2 separate regions of the Muntiacus reevesi genome follow, and region 2 is linked to region 1. Evidence: chromatin contacts called from public Hi-C data. All regions are on one chromosome and are shown on one strand. The core of a region is the stretch at or near the end of the contact, and the rest is flanking DNA. Distances in the headings are between cores, read along the strand shown. Region 1 holds the start of NTAQ1 (N-terminal glutamine amidase 1). Region 2 holds the start of FAM91A1 (family with sequence similarity 91 member A1).

Region 1 (6,762 bases), core at 3,438-5,937:
GTGTCCTTCCTGTTCAACAGACTAATAAACAGCCTCCCTGCCTTGACTTTTAACTGACTGAGTCATGACTAATACAATAGGGACAGCTGCTGTGCTGGAATCAAATTATATTCTGTTTGTGCTATAATCCTCTTCTAATGATCAATTAATTCTTCCAACAACATGAAATGAGGTCCATTTGGCATGAAGTGGGCTTGGCAAATCAGTAGAGGCCTCTAAATAATAACCGTTTTTTTTTTCATGGTCACAAATCATCCCGGGAATAGACATCAAGTTCATCAGGGTGTAGTGTCTGGAATACATATATTTTTTTTTTCCTTTTATGAATCTGAAGACAGCAACTATTCATATTTAGTCTTATGTCATCTTTTCCAACATACTTTCTCAAAGATCCATAAGAAAGGCTTTGGGGTCATAAACTAAAGCACTTTATAAGTATACTGGAATGTAACTCATCTGAGTCTAAACATTTTTTAACCCCTTTAATGCAGCTTGGTGATTTCTACCACTGCACCTATCTTAGCTTTTTAAATTTTTCCCAGACTTTTTATTTTGTATTGTGGTAGAGCCGATTAACAATTATCTCGGCTTTAATTTCCTCTTACAGCTATTTTCTTTATTCTTTACAGCTTGAGGATTTTTTTTTTTTTTTTTTTGTGACTTTTTTTTTTTTTTTGATAGAGAAAATGCTAGCAAAATAGACACTGGGTATTTCTGTTTTCTTTCAGTTGTCTGATCACATCATATCATTTGGTCTCAAGCAATGAGATTCTCTTTCTTTTTCTTCTAGCTCTTAATACTGAGCATTAAAATACCCCTCCCCTAACAAGAAATAAAAGCCCCTTTTGTTCTTAAACCCGACTGTATTCCTGAATCTCCCCTTTCACGTCTGTGGCCCTTTTTTGTATTTTCCTTTGTTAGGAGTTACTCCTCCAAACCCCTGCCCTTTAACATCCTGATTTTATTGGGCATTGACTTGTGAGTGCATCTCTTTTCTTCCACATTCACATCACTAGGGTTTGCAGGTCAGAATCTGGGTCTACGTACTTCCCAACTCCTCTGAAACCATACTCTTTTTAATAGACTTTACCATGAAATCATGTGTGTTTTAAAAATACAAACTTTTATCCCCCCAATTTAAAGATTAATTGCTGCTTTTAAGAAAAGGTTTAGTAGCTTAAAGAAAGCACCTTATCGCAGAGACTTCTGACTCTCTGAATATCCATCCTTCCTTCTGCTTGAGATACTGTTGTTACCCGGGCTGCCCAGAATCCACCCTACATCTCCTAATCTCCCTTGCATGTGGATGTGACCTTGTGATTATCTTTTAGACAGTGGAATGTGAGCAGAAGTGATATGTACCATTTTGTGGATTTTTGTTCTTAAACCTTCTGTTACTCCTTTTTCCTGATTTTGCTGGCCAGAATGAAATTGCAGCTGATTTGGTGGTGAGCATTCTTCAACTAGGCTAAACTGTAAAGAATCTGCCTGCAATGCAGGAGACACAAGAGATATGGGTTCGATCCCTGGATTAGGAAGATCCCCTGGAGGAGGGCATGGCATTCCACTCCAGTATTCTTGCCTGGAGGACCCCATGAACAGAGGAACCAGGGGGGCTACAGTCCATAGGGTCGCCAAGAGTCAGGCACGACTGAAGCGATTTTTTCTAAACTATGTGCAACCAGGGCAACATCCTAGATATGGTCTTCCATCCAGATCTCAGGCGCCTGGGTACAGACACTGTGGAGACAGTCTATCGGCTCTGGAATGTAAACATCTAGGGTGTTCTATAAGAAATGCATTTGTATCTCCCCTAAACCAAATTTTTGGGTTTGTGACAGTAACCTCACTTGTATCTTAGCAAAACAGTTGTTAATTCAATAGGGATTTATCCCAGTCACAGTGCTTACACTTTGTTCACAAAGAAGCATAATGATGATGATCATAGTTGCAACACTTGGTAGTTGTTTACTACATAGGGTACTTCTCTGTTGTGCCAGGCACTATGCTTTTTGCACAGATTAGTTTATTTAATGCTCATGACAACTTTGTTAGGTAGACACTATACTTGTATTACTCTCATTTTACAAAAAAAGTTTGACACACAGGAAGATTGGTGAATTGTCTAAGGTCACACAGGACAGTTAGCCGAGAAAGGATTTGAGTCAGTCTGTCTGACTCTGGAGCTATTATTTTGTACTGTCTCAAGACAAGACCATGTCATGGTGCTGCTCATGGCAGATCCTGAGACAGGTCAAGTTACTTAGCATGATAATAATAGTAAAGACATATGACTAAAATGTTGTGGCAAAACAGAAAAAAAAAAAAAGCTGTGCAGAATTGGAAGGCAGCAATGAACTTTCCCTGGGAAAAGCTGAAAATAAGGAAAGTGAAAGAGCACACATTAGATAGAAGATACATGCATCTTCTGCAAAGATTTATCTGAGTAGTAAGACACTCAGTGATGGGAATTAGGATCTATTGGAGATAATGGAGTGAAACTATACCACAAATCATGACTGCTACCATTTATCATTATGTGTTGGGCTTCCCTGGTGGTTCAGACGGTAAAGAATCAGCCTGCAACAGGGGAAACCTGGGTTCGATCCCTGGGTTGGGAAGATTCCCTGGAGGAGGGCATGGCAACCCGTTCCAGTATTCTTGCCTGGAGAATCCCCATGGACCAGAGGAGCCTGGTGGGCTGCAATCCATGGGATCGCAAAGAGTGGAACATGACTGAGCGACTAAGCACGTCATTATGTGTCAGTACATATTCATTCTACTTTATATACATAAATTCAATCAGTCCTCATAACAACCCTCTGAGGTAGGTGTTGTTATCATTAACTTCATTTTAGATGAAGACACTGAGCCACAGAGAGGTGAAGTAACTTGGCCCAAGGTCACACAACTAGTAAGTAATAGAACCTACTAGTTTGGCTTCAGAGTCCTGCAGCAGTCTAGGTCCAATCAGAAGAAACCACATGGTAGGTTAAAGAGGGGATGTGAATGTCAAGAATTAGATAAAAGTAAAATGTGAGATAAAAGGAAACTATGGTATCTTGGGCTGAGGGAGGGTCCTCAAGGACAAATTTGAGAGAGGTTTGGATCTCATTGGAGAGAGCATGGGTTGGCTACGAGATAGCAGAGACATTTGCTCATTTAGCAGGTTGGAGGCAGTCCAGGTAGCTGGGTAAACAAGAGAGAAGAGGGTGGAGGAGCGTGATCACTAACCAGCCTCATGGGGAGTCATGGGAATCTGGGAGTCGGCAGGGACAGAAGACCTTTAAGATGCTGGGGACTGGAGAGATGGAGGCAGAAGCACTGCTAAGTGCATCACCCTGCTCCCCTGAAAGGCTTGCTAGGTGGCTGCCTGCAGCCCTTGCAGGGCTCTAGTTTCTGCGTCAAGAGGGCTGCATAAAGGTTATTGCAAGGCTAGAGCTGCAAGGTCACAGAAGGACAGATCTTGGGGCTGTGGCTGGAGCAGACCCTATTGGATGTTTTTGAGACCACACTCCTAACCCTGGTTGGTTCCCAGAAACCGCAGGAAGCTTCTTCCTTCAGTGCATTTAATAGAGAAGGTTTAACACTGTGCTCATTTTAAAGGATAAATGCTTAAAGGAATTCCATTGTTTATTATTAAGTCTATTGAAGTATGTATTTGGACCTGAGAGGTAATACATTGATAACTGACACAAGACTTATATTAAGTCTTGAGGACTTTGGAGCTTTAGAACTCATGAGACTGGGAGAATCGGACTGCATATAGACCATATATATGGTCTATAATCCAATCTAACAATTTCGGTTTTCAGAATCTACCCGATCAGCTGTATATGTCCCTTGCAAATATAAACATTCAGAAGGATACAAATCTAAAGTGAAAGCCCTCCATGCCATTCATTGACATGGGAAACACTTTTAACCATCTGGTGTTTTTCCTTCCAGACTGCTGGCAAATAAATATATGATTAACACTAAATGGGCACTATGAGGACTTTCAAAACTGTTCGTTCTTACTCTATGAAATAATCAATATATCTTTTTGAGTCAGTATATTTGGAATGAACATCCCCCCACCATTCCACCATCCTTTTCGCTCCCCGCGCCCCCTCGCCTCTCTCAAAAATAAACCTTTTTCACATACAAGATCCTCTTATTTCACTTGCACACGTGGAGTCTTCCCAATCTCATCGGCCGCAGCTGGCAAGGGGTTAGAGGGTGTCAGACTCCTCCGAGACTCAAGAAGTACCGTTTACCAATTCCAAGCCCTCCCCTGACTCCCCTCTCAAGCGGCCAGGCGGTGACCTCTTTTTTTCCAACGCTGATTGTCCGTTCCCAAGTCTCCAGCACTCTCTGCACACTGCCGCTCTAGGACCACGTGCCGCGTGGCCCCGCCCCTGGCCCCCCGACCCCACCCACCTGGCGGGGTTTCGCAAACCAGGAACCACAAGATCCTCCACGTCCCTGGCTCCGCCCACTATGAACTCAAGCCTCTGTCGCTCAGACTCCAACCTCAACGGCACTGCCACGGAGCGCCTCGAGCTCCGCCCACCTCTTTCCGCGCCAGGACTTTGCATCGCTGGCCCCGCCTAAGCTCCGCCCACCAGAACCTGCCCAGCCAATCCAGGGCCGCCCGACTCCAGCCACTGACAACAACTCTCTTCATTCCCAGCACCACCCTCCCGGGACCTGCCACGGGCTTCTCGAGCTTCTGCGCGGGATCTTGCGCTTTCAGCCACTCAGGCTCCGCCCACCCTGCCCCAGGCCCCGTCACCCGGGGGCGCCACCGGCGGCCTCGGGCTCCTCCCAGTCCGCCCAGCGAACCAGCGCTGTGTGTAGTGTGCCGGCTCCTCCTCCGAAGCTCGCCGGCGGGGCCGGTCTGTTTTCGTACGCCTCTGGCCCGTGCCCAGGCCCGCCATGGAAGGGGAAGCCCCCGTCGCCGCAGCCGCCCACTACCAGCCGGCCAGCCCCCCGCGGGACGCCTGTGTCTACAACAGCTGCTACTGGTGAGGGGGCGCGGGGGCAGCCCCCGGCGTCTCCCCGGCCCACTCGGCGGTGGAGACGCCGCCGGGCTCCGCCTCTTCCCGGCCCCTCCCCGGGGGCGCTCTGGGCCTGGCTTGAGGGTTTTCCGGTTTGAGGGGCGGAGGGAGCCAGAATGGCAGCGCTAGAGTCTTGAGTGGAGCGTGGGCATTCGGAGGGTGTTGGGGGAGGGGGGTGGTATCCTCCAGGAAGGGTCGAGTCGCTGGTGGTTTACTTCTGCCTGGCCTTTTTCTCCTGGACCTTTCTCAGGGGATCTCAGTGCTTGGGGGCGCCTGGAAGGGGAGTTGGAGGCGAAGGGTGGAGGGTAGAGAGCCTTTGAAAATTATTGTACTAAATTAAAGCCCAAGTGGTTTCGCACTGATGTGAAGGTCATTTTAATTTTGGAAGAGAATGAAAGCACAGAGATTTTGCAATAACATTCCCAAGGTCACTCATTGAAGGCAGCCAGGATTCCAAGTCAGGCCCCGTTGTACCAGAAACTAGGAGCCTAAAGACCACCACGTCGTTACTATAATAGTGGTTACGTTTACACGTGGTACTCAGTATATGCCGAGCATTGTTCCCAGACGTTTCAGTAAACGAATTCATTTCTCCCTACAGTGCATTAGAAGGAAGGTACTATTACTCCCGTTTTAAGGGTGAGCATGTCGAAGCACAGAGGGTTGCAAGAAATTTGCCTACTGCCGCATAACTTGTGAGGGACAGGGAGGCCTAGCTATAGTCCATAGGATGGCAAAGAGTCAGATACAGCTTAGCGACTGAACAACAATAGCATAGCTTGTGAGTGAAGGAAGGCAGATTGGGAACAGAGTCTGCACACTGTACCCCTTTCCTAGACTTCTGTGATGGAATTACAACCCTTAATCTTGGTCTTTCTCACTCCCACGCCTACCATTCCCTTGCTTGAATGGAGACTTCCAGTCCTGCACAAGAAACCTCAGGGTCCTCTGAAACTACCTTTCCTCCTTCAGCTGGTCACCAAACCAGTGCTACCAAGAGCTGGAGTTTGTTCAGCTCTGACTGCATGTCAGGCCCAGTGCCAAGAACTTCCTTTCAGGCTTAGGAGATAGATCTTTTATTATCCTTTTTCTCATTTCCTTTCCTATTGAAAATACTGAATCACAGGGAGGTCTTTAGTTTGCCCACATCACACATCTAGCAAGGGCTTCCCTCGCGGCTGGGTGGTTAAGAATCCACCTGCATTGCAGGAGACCGGGGTTCGATCCCTGAGTTGGGAAGATCCCCTGGAGAAGGGAAAGGCTACCTACTCCAGTATTCTGGCCTGGAGAATCCCATGGACTGTAGGGTCGCAAGGAGTGGGACAGGACTGAGTGACTTTCACTTTCACACATCTAGCAAGTGGTGGTGCTGACTACATTTTATTTCTGCCCCTCCTCTCACCTCAGTCCTCTTAGTTCTTGTCTCTGAGATCCATTCATTTTTTATTCATTAATTCAATAAATGTTTACAGAGGATGTGAAGCAGGGTCCTAGACACTAGGGATACTGCAGTGAACAATGTAGACATATTCCCTGGTAAGATTTCATAGTTCTTACATTTTTGTTGGGGGAAAGCAGACAAAAGCAAGTTTAACCACACTTGGGTGTGTTGAGTGCTGTGAGAAAAATAGAACAAGATAAGAGATGATGACTCACTATATTATTAGGATACTTAAAGACGTTGATAAAATGACATTTGAACAGAGAGCTGAAGAAAGAG
Region 2 (6,954 bases), core at 1,331-3,830, 320 kb after region 1:
ACAAGAATACTGGAGCAAGCTGCCATTGCCTCCTCCAGGGGCTCTTCCTGACCCAGGTATTGAACCCACAGTCTCTTGCATCTCCTGCATTGGCAGGCAGATTCTTTACCACTGTGCCACCTGGGAAGTTCCAAGGGTATTTATACTTCAACTAAAATGATTTAATTATGAAATTTGAAGCATCAGCTGCTTGAGAGTTGGAGTACTTGATTGGTGTGGGAGGATATTAATTTCCTATGGACATGGTAACAAATTATTGCAAATGTAGTGGCATAAAACAACACAAATGCATTATCTTAAGAGTTCTGGAGATTAGAAGTCCAAAATGAGTTGGCCGAGCTAGGATCTTTTTGGAAGCTTTGGCGGAGAATCTGTTTTTCTTTTCCAGATCCAAGAAGGTGTCCATGTTCCTTGCCCTGTGGCTCTGTGTCACTACATCCTCTGTTTCAGTTGTCACATCTTCATCTCTGACTCTGACTTTCCCACCTCCCTCTCCTAAGGACCCTGGGATTACATTGAGCCTGCTCGGATAATCCGGGATAATCTCCCATCTCAAGATCCTTTGCTTAATCACATCAGCAAAGTCCCTTCTGCCTCCTGAGTTTAACATATTCTCAGGTTCCGGGGATTGAGACACGGACATTTTGGGAGTCATTAATCTATTGATCACAGGGAGTAATAGTCCGGAGACTGTGAAATGAGACCACCAGATAACTCCCTACTTTCAGGTTGTTCCTGCTCCTTATTTTTATTGAAGTTGTGGGAATGAAATAGTTCTGTAGTCTTTCTGAAGGGCAGCTGCTCAAGACACCTGAGTAATTTTCCTTAGTCCACACTGGTAAAGCCAGAGAAGACCAAATCTCATTGCACTTGTAATTTTAAACATATCGTTTACCCATAAAGTTAATTTGAATGGTAGCTTCTGGGATGAGGCTTCTAACACTCTGCAGTTTCTGACCTCTCTGAAACTTGAATGGCAAAGTCCTACTGAAGCAGAAATGACCGGAGGCCTGAGTCAAGACCTAAAAGGATGGACATTACTGTTTACCAAGGCTCCATGGGGACTTTCCTGATGGTCCAGTGACTGAGTCCAAGTTCCCAATGCAGGGGGCCTGGGTTTGATCTCTGGTCAGGGAACTAGATCCCATATGCTACTGGCAACCAAGAATTCACATGCTGCAACTAAAAAAAGATCCCACGTGCTGCAATTAAGAAGACCCAGTCCATGCCTGCATGCTCAGTTGCTTCAGTCATGTCCCACTCTTGACTCTTTGTGACCCTATGGACTGTATCCCGCCAGGCTCCTCTGTCCATACTATTCTCCAGGCAAGAATACTGAGGTGGGTTGCCACTTCCTCCTACAAGGGATCTTCCTGACTCAAGGATGGAACCCATGTCTCCTGCATCTCCTGCATTGGCAGGAGGATTCTTTACCGCTACGCCACCTGGGAAGCCCATTTGTTTCAACTCATCAGACATAATGACGTCTCTGCTATGTGTTGGACTGGCCTGCTGCTGAGTTATGCCCTAGGCGTTTTAAAACTTTGTGAGTTATATATCTGGCATGTGTGTAACAGAATATTATTTAAAACCATTGTTTAAAACTGAAATGTAGTCACAAAAATACTGAACTGGTCTATGGCTACTTGCCAGTAACAAAGATCATGAATTTGCTAAGCCAGTGTAACAAATTCTGGACGAAAGTGTTCACAATTTCTTCCCAATAGAATTGAAATTAAGATAGGCTGAATTTCTGCCTTTTAAAAGTGACTCTGGAGACATTTGTAAGGAGTAGAGCAGCTGTATGCAAGAATGTTTATCTTAGATTCTCTCGCAGCCTCTCCCACATCAGCACCAGCTGTTTAACATTCAGTTCCCTGAAGTCCTACAATGTAAGAATCTGGACCTTTGTGGGAACTGCTCGGTGGTCCAGTGGTTAGGACTCTGTGCCATTCACTGCTGAAGACCCAGCTTCAATCCCTGGTGGGGGAACTAAGATCCTGCAAGCTGCAGGGCAGTCCACAAAACAAAAGGAGAATTTGGACCTTTGAAGGACAGCCCAGTTGTTTCTCTTGCTCAAGATACAACAACTACCAGTTGGAGTGAAGGATCACTAGCCTTTTGCTCTACCACTCCACTCTGGGGACAGCTGACTCACACATTCCTTCATGACCTGGACCCCTTCCCCCTGGCCTCGGTTCAGGCTTGGCTATTGGGGGGCCCCCGGGACCTCACTGCTCTTGCACTTTTAAAAGTCGACCATGGCCCCCATCCCAAGTCGTTCCTTCTAGGTATCCCACCCGGGTGCCTGTAACCGCCTGCTCCAGGGCCACCCGGGCTCACATTTGGAGAAAGTGGGTCATCCAGCAATGACATTACAAACCCAACTGATTCATCCAGAGACTAACAGAGGGATACGGGGCGCGCGGTCACGGAGTCACTATCCGGGTACCACCCGGCTCCACCTGCCTGGTCCACTTGCGTGCAGGGGGCTGGGCAGCAGGCCAGTCCCGGCCCCGCCCCTCGGCCCCACTCCGGCGGGCGGAAGTGACGCACACCCGAAGCCATTTCCGGCCAGCCCGAAACTAGGAAGAAACTTGGAGCCGCCGAGGGGTCCAGCTGCTCCTCTCCGCTGCTCCTGTGCCCCGTGGCCCGGGCCGTGCCGAGCTGTCGGGAGCCCAGGCCATGGGGCAGCCTGGGCCGTCCGCAGTGTGAGTCGCGGGACCTCCCGCGAGCTCCCCGGACGGGCCGAGGGCTGGCAGGCGGGAGGCGTCGTGCCAGCGGCGATCCCGGCCGCTGCCGCCCGCCCAGGCTCCCGGCATCATGAACATAGACGTGGAGTTCCACATCCGGCACAACTACCCCTGGAGCAAGCTGCCGGCCAACGTGAGGCAGGTACGGAAGCTGGGGACCCGGTCCCGCCCTGCCGCCACCTGCTCGCGCGCTTCTGGGCTCACTCTCGGCCTTGCCCCCGCTAAAGGTCTGGATTTAACCGACTCCAAACCCCCGGATGGGGAGGGGGTGGCTCTGGGGCCACAAGGGCAGGATGGGGCTGTTGCGAAATGGGATGGCATGGTGTCCGCTGGATTCGCCTGGCGCCTTCGCACGCGGTCTCCGTTTCACCAGGCACTGGTCTAGACTAACCTTCGAAACAAATTTGAAACACAGCTCCTGATCTGGAGAACTTGGGGATGGTGGCAAAGGGACGAGAAACAAATGACTGCGTTACAGGCTGATAGCTGCTCACACGAACCAGCATCATAGTATAGGGGACTCAAAAACTGTCAATGGAGCATCGGGAGGATGTGTAGGAGAGGTATTTAAAATGGGTTTTAAAAGACAAATAAGAGATAGCTAGAAAAGAGGGGGGTTAAAGATTTTCCAACGAGAGAGAAAGTCATTTTAAAAAGCTTAGATGAGTGAAAGCGTGCTTTCACTGTCTGGAGGTGGGGCTTGGTTAGTGCTTGGGGGTGGGAGCTGTCAGGGCCGGATTTTGAAGAGCTTTCTTGCTTTCTTTTGTTGGACTTTAGCCTCCCAAAGAGAAGGGTTTATTAGAGATGTTACAACAAGAGAGTGACAAGGAGGTTTGGTCTTTTTTTTCCCCTCAGAAGTAGTTCTCAAATGCTTGAGTGTCATTTTTACTCAGTTTCCCAGATACCTGTTTAACACCTACTATGTACTATGCCTTGTTTTAGGTGCAGGTAATTTGCAGCAGTCAACACAAGGAAAGCCCTGTCTTCATGGAGCTTAACATTTTAGAAAAGAAAGACAGTAAACAAATGAGTAAATATGTGGTATGGCGAGTGGTGTTGAAGCTTATGAAGGAAGTGATGAATGCTGTATAGAAGGCACTGTTTTTTTCTGGTCATTGGTTGACCTTCAGGTTCCCACCATTTTACTTGGTTGGGAGTGAAATTTTGTTTTCCATTGGTTCTGAACACTGGCATATTTGGAGGGTTTGGGATGGTGGTGGTGATGGTATAAAGATTGTTACTTTGCCTCCTTTCTCAACTTGGGGTCTTAGTTCCAGGTAATGAGTAATTTAAGGTTCTGGCACTGTATCATGTGGCAGAGAAAATGCTTTCACTTCAAAAATACCAAAACCCAAGAAAGTGGGAAGATAAATTTAAGGAACTCTGAATTCTTGGGTGGCAGGGGCTGCCCTTGTGACGTTAATCTTGAGCAGGAAGAAGAAAGCCCTAAACCTGGAGGAATAAGTTTCTCTTGTTAAGCTTGAATGAGGACCTTGATGGACACTTTCTGTTTTTAGAGTTTTGTGTGGCATATGGCAAGACAACTGGAAGAACCAGTAATCCTTTGTTTCCATGTTTATTTTTCCTTTCACAACAATAAATGTAGCTTAATAGATACGAGATGGCTGATTCCATTATGTCCAACCGAAATAATCGATCTTAATTAGTGTTGGCAAAAGCCTTTCTAAACCTTAGTCATAACTATTAAAAATAATCTCCAAACTGTTATAATCTGGTACAAACATAACATTAAATTAAAACTTCTTTTGGTAACATCAATTAAAAGAATTGATGTTTTAGCTTAGGATAAGCTTCCACTTGTCGAAGGTGTTGCAAAACTGTATGAGTTACTTCGTGGACTTAGCCTTGCTCTGTTTTCGTAGGTCAGGCTCAACCTTGGTTTACTACATCAGCTTTCTCTCTGGTCTCTTGCCTTCAGAAAAAGACCCTCCTATCCATTCCCTATATTAAACTGGGGTAAGGTTCTAAAATGCAAACACAGCTCTTTTACCACTTGTCTCCATAGATTACTTGTTGCTTCTTCTTGAATCCAGATGTTAACTCCTCCAGAAGGTTTCCCTGACTTAAATCTAGAGTAGTTGACCCCCAGCACTGTATCTCTCTTCTCTAGGGTTGTAGTTGTCTTCCAGTAAATATTTTTGGAGTGAAGGAATGATAGCATCAGTTTGAGATTTTTTTTCTGGAGCTAAAACTCAGTTAGTTTAAAAGTGGGGAGTAGTCCTTGTGTGAAAAGAATTTGGGTTTTTTTTTTTGGTGTTAACAGATACTAAGTATTTTGATAGGAGTTTCCAGTAGGTTTTGAGGCATTTAATTTGGAAGTGATTCATTTCTGAAAGCTGGGGGAAGGTGATTCAGATTTTTTTTAATTTTTAAAATAATTTAAAAAATAAAATTTTTTTTTGTATAAATAAGGTGAAAGGTTTTTTTACTTGGTGTGAGCTATACTAGACTTCCAAGAATATATTAAAAAGTTGTGGATCACACCATTGTTTGAGGATTTGGAGGGGATTTTTGAGGATTTGAGGATTACTGGTAAAACTATAGGTTTACCCGTATTCATTGTTCAAAACAGTTCATAGTTGTTTTATTTGAAGGGAGATTTTATGATATGGTTCTGTGTGATCCAAGGAGGGTCAATTAAAAAAAAATACTATGTACTTCTTTGTGGGGGTGCACATTGGAATGGGATTTGTGGAGCAAAAACTTTAGAAAAAAATGCTTTATGCTAATCTGATGCACAGTGGATGTTTTACAGCCAGTTTCTGTGGCACTCCATCTGTTACAGTTCCTTTTATATGCAGCCCAGCTTCATTTATCAGATCTGGTTGGAGTTTCTGCAGGGTCAGCACTGTCTCAGAGTAAAATGACCTTTCTTTAGTTGCCTCCTATAGAGGCAACAGTGTTTTAAAATGTGAATGGTGGGAAATTTGGGGTAGGAGTGGAAGAGAAGGCAAAGAATCTTTGTGAACAAAGCAGTTAATATTTTATGTACCAGGATAGTGAAGAATAGAATCAGCTTTTAATGTAGCTTTTAGTTATTTGTGCATGCACACATATATTGATCAGAACCAGTCATTACTTAATGACTATGGCAAAGACTTAGATGTTTAATAGCTCTATTCTCTAATTAGCTTACAAATAACAGGGCCCTTATATTTTGTGTAAGTGGTTTGATTTACACTTTGTATCCTGGAGTTAACCAGGAACAGAATTTTAAAGGAAGAAAATGGTTGTAAGTTAGGATAAATTAAGGGACTTATTTTGAAACAGAAGAGCAAATCCTCAAGTTTGAGAGTTGCTAAGATTTTAGCAGATTGTCTGCTGAGTGAGTGAGTGAGTGAGTGTGTGTGTGTATTTGTGTTTTGTGTTCTTTGAAAAAGAGACTTTTATTTGGCAGTAGAGCTAGAGGAGATCCTTTAAAAGTTTTACAGAAAGCCTGGTATTTTGAATCCCCTAAATATCTTCAGTCCTGAGCTTGGCTTTGGGGCTGCATCAGAGATGGGAGAGCAGTTTCTCTGTGATAACTTTAATTTCTAACTACCTGTAATGTTAAAGTGGATGAAAATAATGTAAGCACATATATTTCAGCATTTTAGTTTTCTCACATTATGTCCCTTTTTTCTTAAAATGCTACCCACCAATAGTTCCAGTTATGTACCAGTTAAATGTGTTTCATCTGTCTTATGAAGATGGCCTTAAATGAAAGTATGTATGTGGACATTTACCTTGGCTTTTAAAAACCTACGAGTAAGATGTATAGTAACTGAATCCTCTGATCTTTCCTGTCATTAATCTCTTCAGTTCAGTAGCTCAGTCGTGTCTGACTCTTTGCGACCCCATGGATTGCACCACACCAGGCCTCCCTGTCCATCACCAGCTCCTGGAATTTACTCAAACTCTTGTCCATTGAGTCGGTGATGCCATTCAACCATCTCATCCTCTGTCGTTCTCTTCTCCTCCTGCCTTCAATCTTTCCCAGCACCAGGGTCTTTTTCCAATGAGTCAGTTCTTTGCATCAGGTGGCCAAAGTATTGGAGCTTCAGCTTCAGCATCAGTTCTTCCCGTGAATATTCCATTAATCTCTTAAGATGTTTTTTATAGTATGTTGGAAAGATCATGGCTAATAATTAGAAGGGGGATAGCAGTCACACATTAAATGAAGTTTATGTTCTCACATTGA

What was found. Hi-C and Micro-C count contacts between places; a contact is called where the count stands out from the background.
Region 2: a contact with region 1 is called in a Hi-C map of muscle, with 3 times the contacts expected there. The contact joins the promoter of FAM91A1 here to the promoter of NTAQ1 in region 1. A contact is called at or near these places in 2 of 3 Hi-C or Micro-C datasets (blood and muscle).

What each region holds. Positions count from the first base shown.
Region 1 is chr12:61,809,468-61,816,229 of mMunRee1.1, forward strand. It overlaps NTAQ1 (N-terminal glutamine amidase 1), which reads left to right and starts at 4,688. Exons shown (of 6, transcript XM_065903232.1): 1 at 4,688-5,009. The coding sequence starts at 4,921.
Region 2 is chr12:62,128,644-62,135,597 of mMunRee1.1, forward strand. It overlaps FAM91A1 (family with sequence similarity 91 member A1), which reads left to right and starts at 2,581. Exons shown (of 24, transcript XM_065902538.1): 1 at 2,581-2,895. The coding sequence starts at 2,824.